Linked DNA regions of Mus musculus: regions 2 and 3 are each linked to region 1. The links are chromatin contacts, called in public promoter capture Hi-C maps. All regions are on one chromosome and are shown on one strand. Each heading gives the region's core, a stretch centred on a gene start, on an enhancer-like site or on the middle of the called end of the contact. The rest is flanking DNA. Distances are from core to core; before and after follow the strand shown. Region 1 holds the start of Tonsl (tonsoku-like, DNA repair protein). Region 2 holds the start of Smpd5 (sphingomyelin phosphodiesterase 5). Region 3 holds the start of Exosc4 (exosome component 4).

Region 1 (2,765 bases), core at 165-2,664:
TCACAAATGTAAATAGGTGATATGTGCTTTAATTTCTAGAAGAGGGCTGGAGAGATGGCTCAGCGGTTAAGAGCACTGACTTCTCTTCCAGAGGTCCTGAGTTCAATTCCCAGCAACCAGAGAATGGTAGACGGGCAGAAATGCATCTGAGGAACAGGGTAGCCCCTGTTCTGCTCCCAGGAGGCCATGAGGGCGTTGGTCCCCAGGGAGGCTGCAAGGCTCACAACCATCTGTAATGGGGTCTGATGCCCTCTTGTGTGTCTGAAGACAGCTATAGTGTACTCATATGAATAAAAAATAAATCTGCCAGGCCGTGGTGGCGCGTGCCTTCAATCCCAACACTTGGGAGGCAGAGGCAGGCAGATTTCTGAATTCAAGGACAGCCTGGTCTACAGAGTGAGTTCCAGGACAGCCAGGGCTACACAGAGAAATCCTGTCTCAAAAAAAAACCAATAAATAAATAAATAAATAAATAAATCTTTAAAAATAATAATGTCTAGAGGAAATGGGGGTAGCACTACAGTATACCTGTAATAAAAAGGCAGGCTGGGAGCTGGAAAGTTGGCTCGGTAGTTAAGAGCTACACTTGCAGAGGACCTAAGTTTGGTAACTAACATCCACACGATGATTCACAACAAGCTGTAACTCCTCTTCAAGTTGCCCTCTTCAGCCTCTTCAGACACTAGGCACACGGCAGGTGCACACACACACACACACATATATATATATAGGTAAACACATACGTGAAATTTAAAAAATCTTTTTTTCTTAAAGATTCATTTATTTACTATATCCAAGTACACTGTAGCTGTCTTCAGACACACACACATCAGATCTCATCACGGGTGGTTGTAGCCACCATGTGGTTGCTTGGACCTGAACTCAGGACCTTCAGAAGAGCAGTCGGTGCTCTTAACCACTGAGCCATCTATCCAGACCCCCCTCCTTTTTTTTTTTTTTTTTTTTTTTTTTTGTCTCTCTGTGCATCATTGGCTTTTCAGGAATTTGCAATTTGCTCTGTAGACCAGGATGGCCTCAAATTTAGAAATTTGCCTGTCTTGGCCTCCTGAGTGCTGGGATTAAAGGCGTATGCCACCAAGCCCGTCTAATCCTAAAAAAAAAAAAAAAAAAAAGGCAGGTAGATTTCAGGGGAGCAGGGTCAGTCTGTAGTCCTGGTAACTCACCAGAAAGGGCACTTCCTGCTTGGGTGCCCGTACTCTGACAGCAGCCTTGAAGGCCCAGATCCTACCCAACAGACCTTCTGCCACCTGATGGCGCCAGTAGGACTACAAATCCCAGAAGGCCTGGAGTCTACCGCACTTGGGCCACCGAAGGGGCGGGGTTAAGCATGCGCTCAGAAGAGTGGGTGGGCCTTGCGTGTTATGGGTGGAGTGAGAAAATGGGCGTGGGCTCAGGGAAGCGCGGGAAGTGCAGATTTTCGCGGCGGCGGTGGCTTGTCTGGCTATGACCCTGGAACAGGAGCTTCGCCGTGAGTATTTTGGGGAGTGCATGTCGGGACGCAGGGTGTGGATCGGGTCCTGGGTTAGACTCGATTCTCTCTTCCGGCAGAGCTGAGCAAGGCCAAGACCAGGGCCCAGAGGAATGGACAGCTGCGCGAGGAGGCGGCCTACTGCCACCAGCTGGGGGAGCTGCTGGCTAGCCACGGTGAGCCGGAGCGGTGAGAGGACTAGCTGGAGGCAGGGGACTGGCTGGGTGATGGCGCACCTTGAGCACACGCCCCTCTTCCGGCAGGCCGCTTCAAGGACGCTTTGGAGGAGCACCAGCAGGAACTACATCTGCTAGAGAGCGTCCAGGACACTCTAGGCTGCGCTGTGGCCCACCGCAAGATTGGAGAACGGCTGGCTGAAATGGAGAATTACTCTGCTGCTCTGAAGGTACAGGACCTTCACTTGTTGAGGAGAGAGGGCTAGTATGCAAATAAGTATTCAGGGACCTTTGACTTGGCAGGCAGTCACACCCTTCTTATGTCTACTTGGGGCGCTGCCTGCCTCTTGGTGGTGGTGGTGGGGAATGGATGGGTTTGTGACAACTGAATGAGGAAGGCTCAGGACCCACTGCTATTGAGAGCAACACTCCATGCAGCCCTTAGTGGTCTCCCATGACAGCACTGCTGCAGGGCAGAACAGCCATTGCCATAGACAGTCCTTTGCATAGAAAAGATAGGACATGGGTATACCCAACTCTGTCGAAATTTGGGAAACAGAAGGGTCTCTTTTCTAAGAGTAGCTTCCTCTGGTATCAGACTGCTGGAGTTGCTGGGAGTCGGATCATGTCAAATGCTTTTTCTTTCTACATTAGCACCAGCATCTCTACCTGGATCTGGCTGGTTCCCTGTCCAACCACACTGAACTACAGCGAGCCTGGGCCACCATTGGCCGCACCCATCTGGATATATATGACCACTGCCAATCAAGAGATTCCTTGTTGCAGGCACAAGCTGCCTTTGAGAAGAGCTTGGCTATTGTGGATGAGAAACTAGAGGGTATGTCCCCTTTCTTGGATTCTCCCCATAGGCTCCCTCTGGGCCCTCCCTTTCCAAGGCCTGTGTTGCTCTTCAGGCTTGAACCTGTCAGGCACCTGCTCCTTCTCTATATTCTACGTGCAGCAGACTCCTGGCTCACTCAATAAGAGATGGGATAAAGGGTAGGAGTGCCTGAAAACCCCATATCCTGGGGGTGGGGGTGGGGGCAACTGAGTCCCTAAAGCTGTTCTTTTTCCAGGGATGCTGACCCAGCGGGAACTGA
Region 2 (2,765 bases), core at 126-2,625, 350 kb after region 1:
CCTCGAACTCTTCCACCCATTCCAGCAGCAGCGTTAGCTGTTTGCAGCGAATATGTCCATCCTCTGAGAGGAGAGATGAAGTTGGCTTAGCCCAGAGTAGGGATCTAAGACCTCACCCTGTGGGTCCTGATCTGTAAACCACCCAAGGCATTTCTTGGGATGTCTGGGGCAGAGAACATTGGGATGTGGGGACAGACGTGTTGGTAAGGTTAAGGGACCTACTGCCTTCGAAGGAGAGAAGAGGGGCTACCTACCCACATTTCAAACCCTCCTGCAGGGCTCACCAACGGGTGCATGCAAATGTGTACAATGAAGGTATCCCACGATGGGGTGCCCGTCCACGATGCCTAGCTGCGCCTGCAACACCACCCACAGTTCCAGGTCTTCTTGCTCTCCTGGTTAAATCTATTGCTTACGCTCTCCCCGCTAGGGCTCACTGCAGCCTGGGTTAGTACCTGGACTGATAGTAGACCTTTGGAGGCCATGGCGTCCTCGCGACGAGCGTTAGGAAAGCAACGGAAGGTGGCACGCAGCAACGGGTAGCGCGAGGCCAGTAGAAGCCCACTGCCCAGTACCTTGATGTACGGCCCAGCCATTAAGCCAAATGTGCCCACATCATATATCACCGGGCCCAGATTTGGTACCAAGACACGCACAAGACGACGAGCTGCGCGGAGGTCGAACACTTCCTGCAGACACACGAAGTCCAAGCCCATAGGTAATGTGGCCTTCAGCTCACCACCAGGCACCCTAGGCGGCGGCTGACTGCATTCGGAAACCCTATACTGTGACGATTGAAGGCTATCTAGCAGTGCGGCCCCTACAGCCTCGGCGCGCTGCAGGCTGTGCGACAGGTTGTTAAAATGAGCCAGCCCGTGGGGCAATAGGCACAGATTAGCAGTGAGAAAGACAAAGCAGCGCCGGCGCTCAGCAGGCGGATGCCAGGGCTGTGGCCACACCCAGCATGCCGGAGGGGGCTGATAGCAGAAGGGGCGGCGCCAGACCTGGAGGGGCAGCCAGAGCGCAAGGCCGACCAACGCTAAGGGTAGGCCGACCACCACCAGTGGTAGCAACACCCCACTTCCTGCCAGGACTTTGAACCACCCCAAGCTTTTGGATCGGACGCTTGGTGCCCAGCAGCCCAGCAACTGGTCCAGGGACCAGTAAGTCGGGAAAAGCAGCACGCGGGATAAACTGTAGAGGGCTTGCAGCACTGGGTTCGGGAAAGGTGAAGGCCTCAGGGCGTTGGGTGTCAGGGGCCAGTCCTCTTGGGGCACTGGGCTCCTTCGCCGCGAAATGTCAGGGAGACTCATTGGTTTCCAGCGGCGGCGGAGGTCAAGACCAGGTGGCACAACCTGTGCGCGCCGCTAGTAATGCCCGGACGTCCCGCGAGCCTGAGTGCTGGCCACTGGCCCCACCCACTCAGAACTTCTGTGGCGGTTGGAAACGAACAACAATTTAAAAAAAAAAAAAAACCCGTAAAAGAAATCCGAGCTTTACAGCCCTGCCCTATTTCCTCCTTGTACTTGCGGGGGTCCACTTAGTGCTTCGGAGAAAAACTTAGGGCCCTGCCTACTCTCCCCTCCCCCACCCCTCCAATACACTTTACAGCCTGACTACTCACAGCCAGGTAGGTTCACCACAGCCTCTCAATCCGGTGCCTGGCTTAGTGCAGAGACTCAGCACCGATGGCTTGCAGAGGCTGAGACTTCAAACCCGGGGAGGGACCGTTAGTTCTACACCTGAGGCAGCTTGCCCAGACAGGTAAAAGGAAATCCTCCATTCTATGAGCCCTGTAACAGACTTAAGTTCTTTTAATTCTGTGTTTTATTTTTGTTTGTTTTGTTTTGTTTCTCGGGGCAGGGTTTCTCTGTGACTCTGGCTGTCCTGGAACTTGCTCTGTAGACCAGGCTGGCCTCGAACTCACAGAGATCTGCCTGCCTCTGCCTCCGGATTGCTGGGATTAAAGACATGTACCAGCACCGCCCCTCTTGACTTTAGTTTCTTGACAATGATCCCTTGGGCTTTCACAGACTTTTCTTGGCTCCCCTTGGAAGTCTGACTCCTTAACTCCAGCTGTGAGCCAGCAAACACCCTGACATCGACCATCAGTGTCTCTTAAGTAACCCATCAGGTTTGTCTTGGCTGGCGATCTTCAGCCGGCTTGCCAGGATAGTCCTGGAGACTTTGGATGAAGGCAACTGTTGATGAGCTGGGCAGTCTGGGCAGAAGGCATTGAACTCTGCAGGGCAGGTGGGGGTGGGGGTGGGGGTGGGGCGAGGTATCCCAGCTGGAGAACCATGCCTCTTTCTAACCGGAAGTTGTATTGGTACTGATAGATTCCTGTTTGAATCCGCCCCCCCCCCCCCAAGGCTCTGCTGTTCCTTGACTGGCAAGAACTGGTTTTCTAAGTCCCTAGTTCTTTTATTCCTTTCTGCCTTGTCACTGCCCTAGCGCCTGCAACTTCAGGCAAGCCAGAAACTACTCCAGGCTTTTCCACACTGCCCTTCTCATGAACCAACCCCATTTTGGTCTCCACTCTTCTAGAAACACCACGATGTTTCCAATCTCAGCCTACCCATTGATTTCAATACCCCCCTCCCACAAGGGCCCCAATTTTTCCAACCCATGTTCCTTTTTTTTCATTTATTTATTCATTTTACATCCCCATAGATGCCCCCTGCTCCTGGTCCCCCCTCCCACAATCCCTCGCCCTATCCCCCCCAACCCATGTTTTTCATTCTCTGGTCAGCTCTGGTCCCCCA
Region 3 (2,765 bases), core at 93-2,592, 310 kb after region 1:
ACTAATATTTTACTTACCTTCCAGAAGCTTCCCATTACAGTAATGTAAAAGAAAAAAAATCTCAATTTCCCTGACTTTCAAAGCCCTGGGTCCTCACCTCCTTGGTAACTCCTCAACTCTATTTGATCTACTGTCCCTCTCCCTACCAAGTCTTCCCTCATGTGTTCTATACCTGATCATCCACCTAGAAAGCCGAGCTCCATATGCTAGCAAACCTTAAAATGTGCACATTTGCCAGCCTTGCTACAGCACTGCGACACAGCAATAAAGGCAGATAATTTAATGTCCTTGTTTTAGGAGTTTATGTTCCCGTAGAGAAACAAGCAAGGTGGAAGACCCAGGAAAATCGATGTAGTAGGTGCAGAAATAGCCTGAGAGGCCTTTTCCTGACAAGATGTGGGAAGAATGAGCTGAAGGAACAGGGAGTGAGTGGAGCTTCGCCAGGCTGGCTGAGGCACCTCAGAGATGAAGCGGGCAGCCCGTGAGAAAAAAAAAAAAAAAAAAAAAAGGCTAAGCAGAGGGCCCACTGAGACGGAGGACTTAAGCTGTAAGACACAGGTATATTCCCTCGAGGTGGGATCACAAGCCCCCGGTCCCTGCATGAGACAAATCATAGTGGCTGAGGGCAATCTGAAGCAGCTCCATACCCCACACGTGGGATCAAAACAAAAACATAATCACATAACATAACTGGGTTCTTAAAGAAACCGATATTCTCAGTACCTCACGGGGCCTAACACACAAATTTGAGGGCCATGTTAGGGACGCAATTTTCCTGAGAACTCAGGGCATAATTATATTCACTGCTTAGAGGATGCAACACAAAGAGGACTGAAATGGAAGTCGGCCAAGAGAAAGAGCTCGTAAGATGAAGTCAAAAGAAGCCAGGTTCTCACATCATCCCCGCTACAACACGTTGGGACAACCTGTGTGAGATGCTTTCTGCCGGGAGGCCCACAGGGACTCAGATGGGATTGTAGTATACTGCTGCATGGGCTCAGGAGTTAAGCCGTACGACTTAGGTCTCCTCCCTTGATGTGCGGCCAGGAGCCCCCGGTCCCCGCCGCTTACTCGCCTCGTGCGGCCCGTAGACCACCGCCAGTGCCTTGGTGTTGCCCTGCTCGATGTAAGCCGAGCCATCGGCCTGCGCAAACACGCCCATCCGCGCCTGGATCTTGCGCAGCTCCCCCGCGCGGCGACCGTCTATCCGGTAACCCTGATCGGACAGGAGCTCCAGCCCGGCCATGATGTACAGTCCTGACTCCGCCTCCGACAGCTCGACCTGGACCTTCAGGACTACGACTTCCGTCGGTACGTTTCCTTTTCAGTCTCGGTGAACTATAGCTTCCGGTAGCCTAGTCGCTTTCCGGTCAAAGGGAACTGCGGCTTGTGGCATCCCCGGCTTTCTGAATGTTCGACTTAAGCCTTTCAGTTCCGGGAAACGGAAGGCCCGAGGCGAACGGGTTTTTGTGCTTCTCCCGGGTTGTTGGAGTAGGTACGCCAAGAAGACTGGCTTCCGGACGTCTTTGGTTTGTTGGAGATGCTGGCCCGAGCAGAGACATTTTTTGGTCTTATTTTTTTTAATTGTATATCTATTTTTATTGTATGAGTGTTTACTTGCTTGTATGTCTATTCGTCACATGTGTGCTTAGTGCTGTGGAAGTTAGAAGAGGGCGTCAGATCCCATGGATCAGGAACTACAGGCAGCTGTGAGCCACTGTGTGAGTGCTGCGGAATCAAACCTGGTCCTCTGCCCGCGTGGTTTTTACCGTGGTCAGTTTAGCTAAGCACAGTTGTTTGTTACACATGATTATTATCTCTGTGGCTTAGTTTGTTTGTTTGTTTTTTTTTCCTTTTTTCATTTCCTTGGTTAAATCCATAAGTTTCCCTCCCTTACCTTGCCCAATAAGTTTCTCTATCACTTGAATACAAACACAAAGGGCCTGCAGTTGTATATATGCATCTGTATAGTAGGGCTTGAAATTCTGATTTTTTTTTCTGATTATTTTTAAAGTGTGTTTTTAGATGTTTATTTATTGTTATATCTAAGTACACTGTAGCTGTCTTCAGAAACCAGAAGAGGGCGTCAGATCTCATTACGGGTGGTTGTGAGCCACCATGTGGTTTCTGGGATTTGAACTCAGGACCTTTCTTTGGAAGAGCAGTCAGTGCTCTTATCCACTGAGCCATCTCACCAGCCCGGAATTCTGATTTATTTTTAAGGATTGGGTCATTTAGTATACACTTTTTTGGAGTGTTTTCACTCGGAATATGAAATCAACAGTCCTCAGGTTTTGTTGTTGTTGTTATAGATAAAAGATAGATTCACAGAAAGAACACTGAGCTGAAATTACTCTTCAGGTGGGCCTTATTAGGAGAGTTAGGGCACCGCTGTCACAGACAGCAACGATGCACCCTTGTGGGCAAGAATATTCAAAGGAGTATGCTCTGGAGAGATGAGTGTGACATAGAACAACACAGGTGTCCTGGAGGGAAGGCGCATTCAGTTCTGAAGAGTTAGGAGAGTTAGAACATCACACCAGCCAGCTGGAGCGGCTCAAGCCTTTAATCCTAGCACTCAGAAGGTGGGAGCAGGCAGATCTCTGAGTTCCAGGCCAGCCTGCTCTACAGAGAGTTCCTGGACTACACAGAGAAATACAGTCTCACACAAAAAACAAAACCAAACAAAAAAACAAAAACAAAACAAAACAAATAAAAACCCAGAAAAACAAAAACAAAAAAACCCCAATGCATAAACAAACAAA

Evidence for each region. Capture Hi-C pulls out chosen DNA fragments and counts their contacts.
Region 2: a promoter capture Hi-C map of adipose tissue shows a contact between it and region 1. The contact joins the promoter of Smpd5 here to the promoter of Tonsl in region 1. A contact is called at or near these places in 2 of 39 promoter capture datasets (liver and stem cell-derived epiblast-like cells) and 1 of 9 other capture datasets (adipose tissue).
Region 3: a promoter capture Hi-C map of liver shows a contact between it and region 1. The contact joins the promoter of Exosc4 here to the promoter of Tonsl in region 1. A contact is called at or near these places in 3 of 39 promoter capture datasets (the C10 cell line, cranial neural crest and pre-B cells), 1 of 484 Hi-C or Micro-C datasets (forebrain), 6 of 115 datasets of contacts at active chromatin or transcription factors (the 230-238 cell line, the SCID.adh cell line, bone marrow-derived macrophages and 3 more) and 3 of 9 other capture datasets (adipose tissue, liver and pancreatic islet).

Annotation. Positions count from the first base shown.
Region 1 is chr15:76,638,578-76,641,342 of GRCm38.p6, reverse strand. Tonsl (tonsoku-like, DNA repair protein) reads left to right here and starts at 1,414. Exons shown (of 26, transcript NM_183091.3): 1 at 1,414-1,489; 2 at 1,570-1,665; 3 at 1,753-1,895; 4 at 2,320-2,503; 5 at 2,742-2,765. The coding sequence starts at 1,465.
Region 2 is chr15:76,292,982-76,295,746 of GRCm38.p6, reverse strand. Smpd5 (sphingomyelin phosphodiesterase 5) reads right to left here and starts at 1,375. Exons shown (of 7, transcript NM_001195537.2): 1 at 456-1,375; 2 at 285-357; 3 at 1-63. The coding sequence starts at 1,313.
Region 3 is chr15:76,325,974-76,328,738 of GRCm38.p6, reverse strand. It overlaps Exosc4 (exosome component 4), which reads right to left and starts at 1,342. Exons shown (of 3, transcript NM_175399.4): 1 at 1,076-1,342. The coding sequence starts at 1,246. It also overlaps a transcript of Oplah not described here.